Linked DNA regions of Oryctolagus cuniculus: region 2 is linked to region 1. Evidence: chromatin contacts called from public Hi-C data. All regions are on one chromosome and are shown on one strand. The core of a region is the stretch at or near the end of the contact, and the rest is flanking DNA. Distances in the headings are between cores, read along the strand shown.

The links. A called contact is a pair of places that touch in the nucleus more often than the background predicts.
Region 2: a contact with region 1 is called in a Hi-C map of an unstated tissue, with 2.4 times the contacts expected there. The contact joins two enhancer-like sites. A contact is called at or near these places in 3 of 6 Hi-C or Micro-C datasets (ear pinna, psoas muscle and an unstated tissue).

Annotation. Positions count from the first base shown.
Region 1 is chrX:31,153,144-31,156,774 of mOryCun1.1, reverse strand. No RefSeq gene overlaps it. Among named protein-coding and RNA genes, the nearest start is that of MIR221, 250 kb to the left of the region's middle. Within about 2 kb of position 1,599, at least 1 of the 8 cell types and tissues checked has an H3K27ac peak or open chromatin away from gene starts, as enhancers often do.
Region 2 is chrX:31,511,746-31,515,376 of mOryCun1.1, reverse strand. LOC103351793 (a long non-coding RNA gene) reads left to right here. Exons shown (of 7, transcript XR_519493.4): 2 at 557-637; 3 at 1,512-1,920; 4 at 3,202-3,346. Among named protein-coding and RNA genes, the nearest start is that of MIR222, 110 kb to the right of the region's middle. Within about 2 kb of position 1,681, at least 3 of the 8 cell types and tissues checked have an H3K27ac peak or open chromatin away from gene starts, as enhancers often do.

The sequences.
Region 1 (3,631 bases), core at 350-2,849:
TATGTCTGGTTCATCAGCTGGGATGTCTGAAATAGCTAGGGATTTGCCAGGCATTTCTCTCATCATATACCTCATTCATGTAGCTGCTTAAGCCTTCTCAAAGCATACAGATGTCAGAGTAATCAGATTTTGTACATTGCATCTGGCTTCTTCCAGAATGTTCTAAGAGACCCAGGTGGAGACTGCAAGGCTTCTTTTGACCTCAAAAGGAGATGACTACAGAAAGGTGTAAATACCAGGAGATGAAGTTCATGGGTGAAGGGATTGGGGGTGGAGAGAGTGTGTAGTGATTAGTTATCACACAAAGAGCAGTGGAATCTGCAGTTAAAAGTCAAGTTCACTACGGCTGGTGCTGTAGCACAGTAGGCTAAACCTCCACCTGTGGCACTGGCATCCCATATGGGTGCTGGTTCGAGTCCCAGCTGCTCTTCTTCCAATCCAACTCTCTGCTATGGCCTGGGAAAGCAATAAAAGGTGGCCCAAGTCCTCGGGTCCCTGAACCAGGATGGGAGACCCAGGAGAAGCTCCTGGCTCCCGGCTTCAGACTGGTGCAGATCCGGCCATTGCAGTCATTTGGGGAGTGAACCAGCAGATGGAAGACCTTTCTGTCTCTCCCTCTCACTGTCTGTAACTCTACTTCTCAAATAAATAAATAAATAAATAAATTTTAAAACAATGTAAAGTTGACTGTTAGTCCACCTGGCTCACAGAACTATATTTTTTAAACAAATATAATTGTCTAGGGACCGGCGCTGTGGCGTAGTGGGTAAAGCCACCGCCTACGGTGCTGGCATCCCATATGGGCGCTGGTTCAAGACCCAGCTGCTCCACTTCCTATCCAGCTCTCTGCTATGACCTTGGAAAGCAGTAGAAAATGGCCCAAGTCCTTGGGCCCCTACACCAGCGTGGGAGACCTGGAAGAAGCGCCTGGCTTCAGATCGGCGCAGCTCTGGCCATTGCAGCCATCTGGGGAGTGAACCAGTGGATGGAAGACCTCTTTCTCTGTCTCTACCTCTCTCTGTAACTCTGTCTTTCAAATAAATAAATCTTTGAAAAAAAAATAATTGCCCAAAATACAGCCCTCATAGTTTTGTTAAACATAGAAGACTCAGAGTTCTTTTTAATTAAACAAAAGAGAAACAGAAGAACTTTGAACTCAGGTAGCTTCCATCTCTTTAAACTGTATTTAATCTCCCATTTATTGGAGCATGTGATAATCACCCAGACTTTGTTCTGTGGATGGCCAGAGGCAGCCCTGCCACTGTTCTAGGGCTGACAAGCCAGAACAGGTGAAGCCATCTTGCATGACTCACCTTGGCAGGAGTAGTGACTCCCCAGCTCTGGGTCGGCAGACCACCTGCTCCGTTTTATACACACAGGCTCGCCCACAGCCTGAAGCATCCCCAGAGTCTTTTCAGAGATGGCAGCTTGAACACGTGTGGAGAGAAGACATCCACTCTTCTTTCCGACAAGAGAGACATTTTGTGAAGCATTTGGCAGCGTGCTGCCTGGCACAGTCATCTGGCTGGCACACTCCTCCCGCATCAAGTTATGGCACTGCCACCTCTACTCTGGAGAGTTTAGAAATTTCATTTTGCACACCCTGAGAGATATGAGTCATTTGGCTTGCAGAGGAGGAGGAGGAGGAGGAGGAAGAGGTGGAGGAGGAGGAGCGGCCATCTGCTAGTCATGAGCAGATGACAAATACCCTGCTCTGCGAATTTCCATCCTCATTTCACAATATTTCAGTAAACACATTTTGTAACCTTTTTTTTTTTCAGAGTTCCGTAGTGCTTAAAATGGATTCTTTCTTGGTAAACAACATATAAAAGCCACCTTCCTGCCTTCAAACAACTGTATTACCGAAGTGACATGAAGGAAAGCATCGCGAAATGCTGTTTAACGAGCGGAGCAAAAAGGATACACCTAAGAGTCTATGATTCTACCCCATGCCATTTCAGACCAATCTGGAAATGTCTCCAGGCCTGGCAGAGGCCGCTCCAGCATGCACAGCTCCATGGTGACCTCTACTGTCTGCCTGCAAAACTCCCCCAAATAGCTCCCATCCAAAACAGCATTTCCAGATAGCCTCTCCATAACATCTCTTTGTGCTATGCTATAGGGAAGAAGGAAGCTGAAAACAAGAAAGGCTAGATACTTTACCATTAAATGATGAGAGGCAGATTACATCCATGAATTAACTGGGAAGTAATGCAAAATCGAATTTTGTGTTAGCTTCAAGCTGTGCAACACGGTTCAATGGGGAATTGATTCTTTCTTCCCCTACCTTGACCTGAAGAAACTATCAACCACAAAAACTAGTGAAATCCAAGTGGAAACTTGGGATTAGGGAGAAAGGTGAACACACATATATGAAGCAAAAAGGTTGGCTCTGGGCATCCTCAAAGCCCAAGGGAAAAAAGATAACAGAAAAGGAAGTAAGAAGCATGGCTAGACCTCATTGTGAAGAAGAAAGACTACATTATTTCTTAAGCAAAATGATTCTTCTTGGCATTAAATTTTGAACACAATTCCCATGGTGGTGGTGGTGGTGGTGGTGTGTGTGTGTGTGTCTGTCTGTGTGTGTGTGTGTGTGTCTGTGTGTAATGTCCTGGGTGGTCTGAAGGCTGGCATGCTCCTTAGACTTTGTACTGCCACCACAGGAACAGAACTAGTAGGGCTTTTTCTTTTAACTTTGATGAGAAAAAAAGAGTACGCCACTGAGAAATGAAATACATCCCTGCTGACAAGCAGAGAAAGTGAGAAATGGACCTGCTGGCAGCCAGGCCATGATGTTCTCAAGTAATATACACAGTGCTGGCACAAGATCACTCCATGATTATATTTGAACCAAGATAAAGATAAAGCCACCGGCAATCACAAAAATAATTAAACACCCTGCTTCTCTGGCTAACGTGACTGTTGTGTCTTTACCCGTGACAATTCCAGCCTCATTCATCTTATATGCAAATTATTGAGGCCCAAATACTATATTGTCCCTGCCTCTTGAGGAAACCCAATCCAGAGTTGAGCTCGGCTCCCTTAGACCATCCAGGGAATCACTCAGAGTAAGCCTGATCCCGATGATGGGCCCTCTGTCTCCTCTCCCTTCCCAAGGACTGAAGGTTTCCTCTAGCATATTGTTGTCTTTTGCTGCAACTAGCTCAACAAGCCTAACGTTTTTATATACAAATGTGTTTTTGCCTGGAGGCATTTGGTTGGTGGGCTTCCATGGCATTGAGCACTGCACTCTAAAGGGCTAATGGGCTAAAGGGCTTAAATTAATATGAGCGAGTCAATAGTCCCACTCTTTGTCTAGACCGAGGACAGCATGCCTATTGGAAGAAATGGATGACTTTTCTCTCAGATAACCTTCCCTAAGCATCCCTTTGCTTGTCCAGGCTGCCAATATAAAATCACTTGCAGATAGCTGAAGATGAAATTATCTCATGGAGGTCAGTTCCTTGTTGAAAGCTGATCCATGTGCTTTGGGTAAGCCCTCACCAACAAGGATAATCTGCCACTGTGGCCATACCAGCATTTGTGGGGGGAGGACCCAAATCCCTCTTATTTTTTTATTTTTTCTGTGAACCCCTCTCTCGATTTCAATGGTCCTCCAACTTCTAATGGC
Region 2 (3,631 bases), core at 432-2,931, 360 kb before region 1:
CCGATTTATCAGAGGCATTTACTTGGATTAATTAGGTAATAAAAGCATTTTCAAATTGCTAATTTACTAAGCAATGTCACTGGAATGCTGAATTACTTTACTTTTATTGTGATGATCAAAAGAGATAAATGCAGGCCTTGCCACAAAACCAAAGCAAAGAGAAGAGAGGCAGCAGTCATTCTTTGCATAATTACTGGCATTTGTCATCCTTCCCTTGAAAAAGGGCTCATGCTAAGGACTATTTTCTTCGCTTCTGCGCCTCTTCAGAACTGTTTGTCATCCACATTGTCCTTCTTTCCCCAGCCACACATACAGTACTAATATACTTCTCATTAGTCAATTTAATAAATTTAATTTCAGTTCAAAAACATTCATTAAAAATTGTACACTTCATTCTCATAAGGATGAAATTTTGAAAACTCTTGGTTCTCAAGTATTAGACTAAATTGCTAAATGCTGAGCTGAAAAACAGGGTTACTCAGTGTGAAATTTAGTAACATGAGCCTGGGGTTGACTTTGATAGTTAACTGTAATTAATTTTCCTATCGCCTTTCAGAAAACCAAGCCTCAAAAATCATGGTGTGTATAACTTTCCTTACATCTGGGGAACAAATATCTCGGAGAAAGCAAAGCAAATGTAAGAGGAAGCAGAGAGGAAGTTTGCCTCGAAGAGGCAAACACTAAAGAAAAAGCTACCAGACCAGATATTCCATCATCAGAAAATGAATGAGAATTTTATTCTTTCTTGGCTTTTACAAAATAAGTCGTTTACCAGATCTCAAAATGCTGCCAACCTGGAAGAAAAAGGATCCATTTTTCTAAACAAACCACATGTAGTAATTTCCATGAAATTGACGTTTTAGAACTGTGGCAAAAAGCCAGATTAATGCTCAGGGGTTCCTAATCCCTCAGTTCTGATCCCGTTTTAGGAAATACCTAAAATACACTTTAAAACGAACCAATTAATGTAATTACAGCGGGTTTAAATAGCGCACACACCCTTGATCTGTTTCTGTTCAACACAGCTGTTCAGTTAGTTATATTTTGCTAGTTTTTTAAATTAGAAATGTGATTTTATATTTATTAAACATATACGTAAAGTAACTTTTTAAAAAGAGTGAATGTGTCGTATTCTGCCATCACGACATTGAAAGGAAACGACCCTTCAAGCAATTAGCTTGGCAAGCTTATATTCATACCTCTGAATATTACTGCGGCTCTAACAAGGGAAGCAGCACATCCAGGTAGTTAATGCAACAGAAACAAGGCACAGGCAGCAACTTGAAAGCAGTTGACATGGTAATATCTTCACCTCCTCTCTGCCGCTCACTCCACCCCGCTTCCCCAGACCCCCTCCCCCCAAAACACGAGGCACCCTCGAGGCCATGGAAGGTGCTTTGCGGGGAGTGAAGAGACGCCGGAAGAGCGGGGGCAGCGCGCGCTGTGTCCACACCCTTGGCCGCCTGAGTGAGGGCAGCTGCCGCGGACCCTGGGGGTGGGGAGTGGATTAGGATCGCGGGGTCCGGGCGGATCCTCCGCCCGCCCCTTCTCTTCCCCCACCCCACCCCCGCCCCGCCTGGGACCCCGGATCTGCGGCACGAGGCGCGGGGCCCGCATCCCCCGACTGGGCCCCGGCTGGGATGGGCGGGCGGGGGGCGGAGCGCAGCAGAGCGCTGCGCGGGGCGGCGGGAAAGGGGCGGGGAGGACAGCTTGGGCTCTGGCGGGCAGAGCGACGGTGGCAGAACCTGCGGGCTAGGTGGGCTGTTCGCCAGCTCCGACCAAGGGAAACAAGGACCGCTGCTGCGGGCGAGCGAGGAGGCGCGTGGGGTCCAGGAGTCTGGCCGCCGTCGCCTCCTGCTCCCGCAGCCGGAGACCGCGCACCGGCAGGCGCACCGGCACCAGCGGCGACCCTGCGCGCAGGTGGGCACCCCGAGCGCGGCGCACTGCCGGTTCCTCGGACCGCCGCCGACCCGATGCCGTCCCTTCCAGGCCGCAGCGCTCGGGGACTAGGGCCGGCAGGTCCCGGGGTAGGGGAAAGGTGCATGGCCCCGTGGTGTGCGCGCGCGCGCGTGTGTGTGCTAGGTGGGGAAAGAGGTGCGGGAAAGCTGCCTCCCTTAGGAGTCACTCCCTCGGGTCTCAGCGTCCCCACCTCCACCCGGTCGCCTTCTTAGGAACTGGATTTGGTTTTGGAGGACTGCGACCCCCTTCTCCGCCCGCAATCTCGGTGGTGTGTGCAGGTCGCCCCCCTCTTCCCAGTTCACACCCGGCAGCAATCTGGACGCCCCCTGTTCCCGGCCCGCGGGGACTGTAGGGACCTTGCGTGGAGAGAGAGTGGTGGCAGGACTGAGCGGGGCGTGTGCGGAGAAGGCTGGAGTTGCTGGAGTATTGTGTGCTGGCTCGGGTGCTTGTGCCCGGGTGCGCCCTCAATGCTTTCGGGGACCAGGCTGGGGGTGGAGGGGTCAACGGGTTTGCTGAACTCCCTTCGGAGGGCTGACTGAGCAAATGCCCTTGGCGCCTTGGGCACGTTTGCACGTCGGTTTAATGGAGGCACGTGGGAGCAGTGTTGATCACTGGCGGGTCCCCAAAGACCCTTTGGGGCTGGCCCAGCGCATGTTCGCGGTTGGGAGGGGGAGGAGAGTGTTGTGGGAATGTCCGTCCTAGGGAGGAGGAGAGGGTCTCAAGGAGACTTGCTTTTCTTGGATTTGGTGCAATTCTGAAAACGCAAACAGGCCCTCGGGGCGTTAAAGTACATTCCGGGTAAGTGGGGCCGATCTCCGGCGGGGATTAAGAAGCCGCGGGGTTTGCGGGATAGCGGGCCCGGCGGGTGTGCTCGCTCGGTGGTGGCTTCTGGCGCTGCGGTTTCGCCTTGGCGTGGGGGTGGGGGTGGAGTGGGGGGTATGCTTGTGTTTTTGGCTGAAGGTGCGGGAGCCGGACACTTGTCGTGGTTGAACTGTGGGACTCAGAGGAGGTAAAAAGCTACGCGGCATAGCTTGTTATTCTCAGTTAACTCTGGCATCTCCGTGTCTGTCTGCCGCTTTGTCGGTGGGTCCGTCTGTTTCTGTCTGTCTCAGTCTGACCGCCCGAAACCCTCTCTCATCTTATGGCTGCTTGGACTCGCTGATAGTTGCTTAAGGATTTTTATTATTATACTGTTGATAACTGCTCTGACTTTGTTTGTTTGTTTGTTTGTGCTCTTTTAAGGATGAAGGACCTACCTGTATTAAAATCCTGCCGGTGTCAGAAAGACCTCTTGGCACTCTTCCTTTACATTCAAATCGGGGATTGAGCATTATGAGGAAAATACCCTGCCAAACCGCTCTTTAGATTGCACAAGCGTCTAGTTCAGGTTAGAATTATTCTTTTCAATAGATGTCTTAGGACCTCGTGAAAAAGTAACCTTAGCCTGGCTCTCTCCCCTTCTCTTTTCGTTGTGATAATGTACAGAATCCTTACATCTCCGATTAGCAAAGTGGCCAAGTCATCATCAAATTTTAAGCGGCAGGTCGTGAAATGGCTGTAAGTTGGGTTGTGGGACTCCGTCTCTATAAACTGATATGAGCCGTGTAGAGTTGGCGACTTGAGACTTCTGGATGTTTCTATCTCTAATCAAAGAACTTGTCTAGCCATAGGG